Regions from separate parts of the Zea mays genome. Here region 2 is linked to region 1. Evidence: chromatin contacts called from public Hi-C data. All regions are on one chromosome and are shown on one strand. Each heading gives the region's core, a stretch centred on a gene start, on an enhancer-like site or on the middle of the called end of the contact. The rest is flanking DNA. Distances are from core to core; before and after follow the strand shown. Region 1 holds the start of LOC100383630. Region 2 has its middle 3.8 kb from the start of LOC109943814.

Region 1 (3,739 bases), core at 422-2,921:
ATATATAAATAAGCACCATAAAACTTTATTTACTAGTGATAATTTCCCCTACATAGCTACATGTGTGCTTGGATGATTTAGATTCAAGCTTACACACATGCATGAGTGTGAATTTTGTGGGAAAGTTATCAATGATGCTAAGGTATACAAGATAAAGATGTACCTTTGTAATATATACACTACTCATTAAAAACATAATAATTATGCGTCGTGCCACATCAGAGTAAATCAATGGAAGTTCGGAGATTCAAGTGACATAACATTCAAGTTCGGGGACCAAAGTGACACAACATGGCAAGTTAGAGACACTAAGTGGCTCCGACGTGCATGTCATATCTGCATCCGGTTTTACAAATCCAGCTTTAGATGGTTTTGTATGGGGTGACAAAGTTCGAGGACCTATTTATTTGACTGAATTCAGAATATAAGTGATACATCGTGGACCTATACTTTACTGAATCAGAAATTCACAATCGCCCAACGATGATCGGCGACGGTGTGTAGGATATGACACGACTCGTGTATGGCCTTAGGCCTTGGCATGATGGCATCCATCTGAATGGGAATGGGGCGCTGCTGCTAGTCAGCTGCGGGGTGGGCGGCACTGGGCGACTCATTGCATTTGCTTCTCGTTTCGTTTGGCACTGTCCATCGGTGTGGGACGGCGCTGCATGATTCTCGTTGTCGTTGCAGGCTAGGAGCTGCAGCGAGTGAGCGAGTGATCTGACCTGAAGCCGATGCGAACGCAATGCCCATGCCCGCGTTTAGCAGCTTAGACCTATTGCTCCTTGTTTTCTTCCATTCCTTCTCGTCCGGGCAGGCTTCACTTCACTCACTTTAGTCGTAGTTGTTTTTCAGCCTAGATATTGAACCAACTTGGCTTGGCTCTACTCGTTAAGCTAACAAGCCACAAAATCAGCTTTACTCGACTTGTTTACAAGATCAAGATGACTCGTTTAGCTTACGAGCAAGAAAAAAAACAATATATATAATAATCAATGTCTAGTTAAATCTAACTAACTTAACAATAGAAAATATAGTTTCACTAACCGCATTAATGTAACCCTAAATTAACACAACCATCACTCATCAATACAGAATTCACACACATGTTCATTAGTTTAATCCACAACTATATTTACGTAGAACAATTTAACACATATTCGTCAATCATTAGTTTAACTCATAGATCATAGATACCACATATATATATAATATGTTTATCAATTTATTAGTTATTTACGTAAATAATATGTATATAGTTTTATTTTACTAAAATATGATAGCTCGTTTAACTCGTCAGTTGGCTTGTTAATAAATTGAACTGGATCGTTAACGAACCAAGCTAAAATATCAAATAAGCTCGTGAAAAAATTTAAATAAGTCAAGCTGACTACGAATCGAACGAGACAAGCCACAATCATTTTGCCCGCCTCGTTGACTTTATGAGTTCAGTGCAGTTCGAGCGCCGCCGTCCAGCACCATCTTCATGGGCCGGAGAATTGTACGGGCCGATTTAGTCAAGTATGAGCCAAGCCCACCAATAAGTCGACAATTCACCGCCTTGAGCCTTTTCTTCCCTCGCATCCTCCCCTGCGGCCCTGCCTGACCCTGCTCTAGATCTCCATCGCGCGCGCGCAGATCTCAGTCCTAAGTCTAGACCTCTATGGCGGACCTCGTCATGGCCCCTCCGCCGGCCATGGACCTCTTCGGGGAGCCGATCGAGGCGCACCCTCCCTGGTTCAAGCCCGACGCCTTCCTCCGCGCGGGCTTCGACGCGGACGCCTACGTCGCCGAGCTCCGCTCCTACGTCCCGCTCGACAGCCTCGCCGCCGAGCTCCGCGCCCACCTCGCCGCGCTCCGCGCCGAGCTCGTCGGCCTCATCAACCGCGACTACGCCGACTTCGTCGGCCTCAGCGCGCACCTCAAGGGCGTCGACGCCGCCGCGGCCCGGATGCGCGCCCCGCTCGCCGACCTCAGGGACAAGGTCGCCGCCTTCCGCGCCGGGGCATCCGCCGCGCTCGCCGCGCTCAGGGAGGGGCTCCAGCAGCGGGCCGCCGCCACCGCCGCGCGCGAGCTGCTCGAGCTCCTGCTCGACACCTCCCACGTCGTCTCCAAGGTACACCCACTCCTCTCTCGCGGGCGGCACGCCTCATGCTCATAGTTATATATTATGCATATGCTAGCAGTAATGTGGCTTACTCGGCAATCCCTTTTTTGTTCTAGTTTCATGTTTCGATCAAGTTAGTGGAATTTGAGGCACGTTTAGCGTCACATTTCTCGAGTCAATGCTCCATGCTAGGACTAGAGATGGCACTGGGTACCCGTTACCCGAAACCCGGTGGGTTTTTCTCTGTTAGGGTATGTGTTTGGGTCAATTTCACTATCCATGGGTTTGTTAATGTGTTCAAATGAAACCCAACGGGTACGTGGGCATGAGTTTATTCTTCCACTACTCATACCCGCAAACCCATGGATTTTTAAAACCCACCTTAAAATCAACATTCCTTATAAATATGTCTCGTAATATTATTAATTGAATATCTTCTAATTGAAATAAACTTCATGTAACAAATTTTAGGCTAAAATTAGTTATCACTTGTTCCTTTTATGCTAGTTTATTAATGTATTGATTGTCATTTACATGATGAATTATTTTTTATATTGATGTTAGTGGGTATGGGAAACCCGTTGGGTACCCGAAACCCGCATGGGTATGGGTTTGGGCAAAATTTTATACCCGTCATGGGTATGGGTTTTTTAGCGGGCACATTTTTTCTTCGCGGGTATGGGTTTGGGCAAGTAATACCCAACGGGTTTTTACCCATTGCCATCTCTAGCTAGGACACTGCCTTAGGGGTGCTGCATTTGCCGATTCATCATCGTTATTAGAGGCCATATGGATATGCTGACCTAATTACCTGCCTACCCTTAGGGTCAATTGATACATTTGCCTAACTCAAGGTTATTGTTAAAATGAATTTATGTGATATACTCCTCAGCTTATTTTCTCATCAATTGTACGTCTAGATAGAGCTTTGAGCCTTATCGTCTCACTGCTCCTAAATGTTTGTATGATTATCCAGGTTGAGAAATTGATCAAGGAACTACCAACTGCACCGTCAGATTCATCTAATGCTGAAATTCCTATCAATGACACTGGAACACCAAATGGGAAGGCTGGGACAGGTGTCAGAGAAACACAGAGCATTCTCCTAGAAAGAATTGCCAGCGAGATGAACCGTCTTAAATTCTACATTAGTCATGCAGAGGTTTGTGTCAGCATCTTCTGTTGGTCCTTGGGATCCTTTAACATGGAAGTACTTTTTTTTCTTTGCTTCAGTCGCTGAGAAATCCCCAGAAGGAAAATGTGCTCAGTGCATGATGAACATCGCTGTTTCACACCGTATGTTTAGTTTTCTTGCATCATCACTGATGTAACATACTCAGATCCTCAAATTACTTTGTGGCTTTCAATTTGGATCAATACACTAAGAAAATATTTGGCCAAAGTTTTGTTCAATAAGCTTATGCTGAACCACTAAGGTAGAAGTTTCATACTTGTAGGTTTCATTGTATTGCAAACCCGTGCGTCATATACATATCATTTCAACTTATGTTTATGATTCTTATGTGTTACACTATGGCAGTGCAGAACCTCCCTTTTATTGAGAACATGGAGAAGAGGATCCAAGGTGCTACAAAACTGCTGGATGGTAGTTTGGAGCGCTGCTTTGTG
Region 2 (3,739 bases), core at 926-3,425, 84 kb before region 1:
CGGCAAAGAGCACAGACCTGGGCACCGGCTTAGGTTCTTTGCCAAGTGTTATGTCGCTGGCACTCGGCAAAGAGGTCGGCTTTGCCGAGTGCCGCACAGAACACTCGGCAAAGAGCCTGACATGGGGACCCTCCCTGGCGGGTTCTTTGCCGAGTGTCCCAAGTGGCACTCGGCAAAGATGGATTCTTTGCCGAGTGCGGCCTGGAAGACACTCGACAAAGATAACTTCTTTGTCGAGTGTCACCAGGGACACTCGGCAAAGCCGCCGTCTCCGTCACCCGGCGCCGTAACGGCCGCTTTTCTTTGTCGAGTGCTCTCTGGCACTCGGCAAAGAGGTTTGCCGAGTTTCCGAGAAAAAGCACTCGGCAAAGAAGGCTTTGTCGATGCACTGTTTGCCGAGCCTTCTTTGCCGAGTGCTCTCTGGCACTCGGCAAAGAGGTTTGCCGAGTGCCCGAGAAAAAGCACTCGGCAAAGAAGGCTTTGTCGATGCACTGTTTGCCGAGCCTTTTTTGCCGAGTGTCACACTCGGCAAAGCCTTTGCCGAGTGTTTTTAAGGCTTCGCCGAGTGCTTCAGGCACTCGGCAAAGCGATTGATTCCGGTAGTGGCTATATGTACATCAGGTTACTAAAGCCAAAAATAGTAGTATGTATATTATTTTTTTAGGTCACAAAGAAGCTTATGTATCCACCATTCACCAATACAATGAAAACGTTCTAGATCCAACTAATTGATCTACCTAGTTATTCTATGTTTTATATAAATATATTATTTACAATACATATGATTACCTTGATTACAAAGATATAATTTTCTTTCACCTTTACAAAAATAGTACTATATAAGGGCATCTTAAAAAAACTAAATTTCACTCTCTAAATTATTATCTATTATTTGCATAAAAATTACTTTATATATCTTTTCAATAACAACAGTAAAATGGCAGAGTTTCGACGGCTCTGTTATGTCTTACGGCCTCCTAGTCGGCCGTCGGACATAAGGTTATATCCGATGGCTCAGGGTCGGACATAACGTTATGTCCAACGGTCTCCTAGACGGCACATGCATGACACATGTACCGTCGGCCCATTTAGTCCGATGCTAGGCACAGATAGCCCATCAAGCCATGGCCTGAGCTTACTCGCCCCAATCTAGTCCACCATATATAGATCTATGGCTGACTTGATTCTCACTTTCATGCTATTTTCAAGGTGTGTTAAAAAAATGAAGAAAAGCGTCCAATAAAAATAGGGGGAAATAAGTTATTTTCAAACTTTGTTACAAGACGAGTCGTGGACCGTTAGACATGATAGTCTAGTGTGACACATTTAAAACTAGTCAGACCATGCATGTATTTAGGTTTCAACCCACGAACGGACACGGCACGACCCGCTATTTATTTGTGATGTGCCTCGGCCTGGACCGTGACGGGCTCGGGCTGTGCCGCATTGGCCACATATAGGCCCAGTTGGCTAGCTATTACGCGTATTTTCCACTTTCAATCGTCTAATGTTTTTATTTTCCACTTTCAATCGTCTAATGTTTTTGTGTTTGGTGATACGAAGCCTGCACCATTCTCGTGCAGCTTGCCCACATATCCTATTTGTTTTGTCTTTTTTTTAGCTTCTGACCACCAAAAACTGTTGCAGAGTGTCAAATACACTAACTTTGTAGCCCGATTTTATAAGAATCGTTTTGTTAAAAATCGTTCAAAATCAATATAAACACAGAATCGATCAAGTCATTACGATTGTGATAATCCATTGCTTTCTAGATCTTGAATCATTTGGACTACTTCACCTTCTTTCGTACATAATTCTCACAATATTAAGATCCTTCGCATAGCCAAATTCTCTCTACAGCTAAAATTTTAAAATAATTGATTAAAAAAGCTCAACCAAATAGACCCATTGCTAGCCCCGGCATCCTCCCGATAGCAAGCTAGGGGCAGCCGCTTCGAACAGATTTTTTTTGGGGGGTCTGGAACATGTCATATTGTCACGTGTTTCGTTGAAAGGTTACGTGTTTCCTTCTCGTCCCATCGTCTCTCTCCCTATCACTGATATACATGGGTTCCGCCGCATGTCATTTTGTCCCTCCTTCCCCATCCTCCTCTTCGCTCGGTGCTGGCTCGCGCGCCCGCGTGGCGGTGGTGTCTGGTTCTCGCCTGTACGTGCCGGTTGCTTGCGCGGCGGCGATGGCGATGGCTCACCAGGTCGGTCGTCGCCACGTGCCCGCATGCATGGTCGTTGCTCGTCGCCCGCGTACCGACGGCGGCATTTTCTACCTACTATACGGTGGCGACCGCTATCCTCGAGAGTTGCTGGTTGCTTTCTCCTCGTCCACCCCTTTCGCGAGTCAAACGATCAGATGGCTCTGAATCCCTTCTTACTAATGAAGTAATAGGAAAATTTGTGGAATGTGGTTGTCCCGTACTACTCCCTCCGTTTCGTTTTAGATGTCGCTGGATAGTGTAAAATTGAACTATCCAGCGACAACTAAAAAGAAACGGAGGGAGTATTCACTATGGGTGATGTTTGATCTTTACATATGAAGATAGTACATGCACTGATGATATTACCAATCGATCCTTATTTTGTCCTTTAACTTAGACTTGTCAATATCTGGGCACATGTTGTTTCTGTTGAATGAATTAATTAATGTGAGTCTGGCCTAAATTAATATTCAATAATATCCGATGCTAAAGGCTTACTTTAATGCTACAATGTACTAGTATTTTAGTATCATATCGGAAGTTTAAAGGACACTTCAATCAACTTAAATAGGTGTATCTATTGAGAAACTAAGAAAGAATGAAGAACTGCCACATGCACGCCGCTGGCCGGGCTGGGCCGTGGTAGATTGGATATTGGTTTGAATATTCCTTCCTAACAGTTGCACATTTTGCCTAGAGTGATGACCGTCCATTACTACTGTGTTGCGTCAGTTTCTCGCTGGCTGTAACGGTAGCTCTGATGGCAACCGTTACTAGCCATTGGTCTTCCTCTGCGCGTGTATATATACAGAGGAGGTGAGACTGCTTCGGGTTACAACAATACGTACGAACACCGAACATTTCTCGTCCCACCTTCTGCGAGCATAGAGTGTGGGAGAGCAGGCCTCCGAAATCGTCGTACGCAGAGCGACACTTGCTTGGGTGTGCGAGCGATCAGGTTTTTGGGGAGCGTACTCGCGACTGCTCGCTTCGTTCGCTCGACCAGCGCCGTTCGAGGGACTATACTGCTTGCATCGACTGCGTACGACTATATCGAACATACACACGAGATATCTCGTTTGAATGGAGCCACTGATGCCTTAAGCATCGCTCCCTCCGCAGTGTACAATCTGTTCTTTATATTTGTGCATATTTTACTGTTGTTTACTTCTTATGTGAGTAGTGATACATATGCACATATATGTCATCACATACATCACTCTGATTTTCTGAATTAAATTAAAACTGAAAATGTATATTTCCCTAACGGTTTTCTTCAGTTCAATGGGCAACCGAGATTTAGAAATTAATAGATGAAAGTGACTTTTAATATTTAGTTGGATGTCAATTAAGGCTATTTATAATGGGAGTTTCGTGGTACTCTTTCCAACGTTGTCACATCATCATAAGTGCTATAAAACTATGAATGAAACAATGTCTCTTAATGCAATATTTTACGTCACTATTTTATAGCCTAACATACTAATTAAATGTCGTAACTCAATGACCAATAAAAGTTAGTAAAT

Evidence for each region. Hi-C and Micro-C count contacts between places; a contact is called where the count stands out from the background.
Region 2: a contact with region 1 is called in a Hi-C map of leaf, with 2.7 times the contacts expected there. The contact joins the enhancer-like site here to the promoter of LOC100383630 in region 1. A contact is called at or near these places in 7 of 25 Hi-C or Micro-C datasets (ear, endosperm, leaf and 1 more).

What each region holds. Positions count from the first base shown.
Region 1 is chr1:305,093,971-305,097,709 of Zm-B73-REFERENCE-NAM-5.0, reverse strand. LOC100383630 reads left to right here and starts at 1,671. Exons shown (of 12, transcript NM_001366826.1): 1 at 1,671-2,119; 2 at 3,087-3,272; 3 at 3,656-3,739. The coding sequence starts at 1,682.
Region 2 is chr1:305,178,472-305,182,210 of Zm-B73-REFERENCE-NAM-5.0, reverse strand. No RefSeq gene overlaps it. Among protein-coding and RNA genes, the nearest start is that of LOC109943814, 3.8 kb to the right of the region's middle. Within about 2 kb of position 2,175, at least 6 of the 20 cell types and tissues checked have an H3K27ac peak or open chromatin away from gene starts, as enhancers often do. A contact at or near this core is called in leaf, where this site is marked.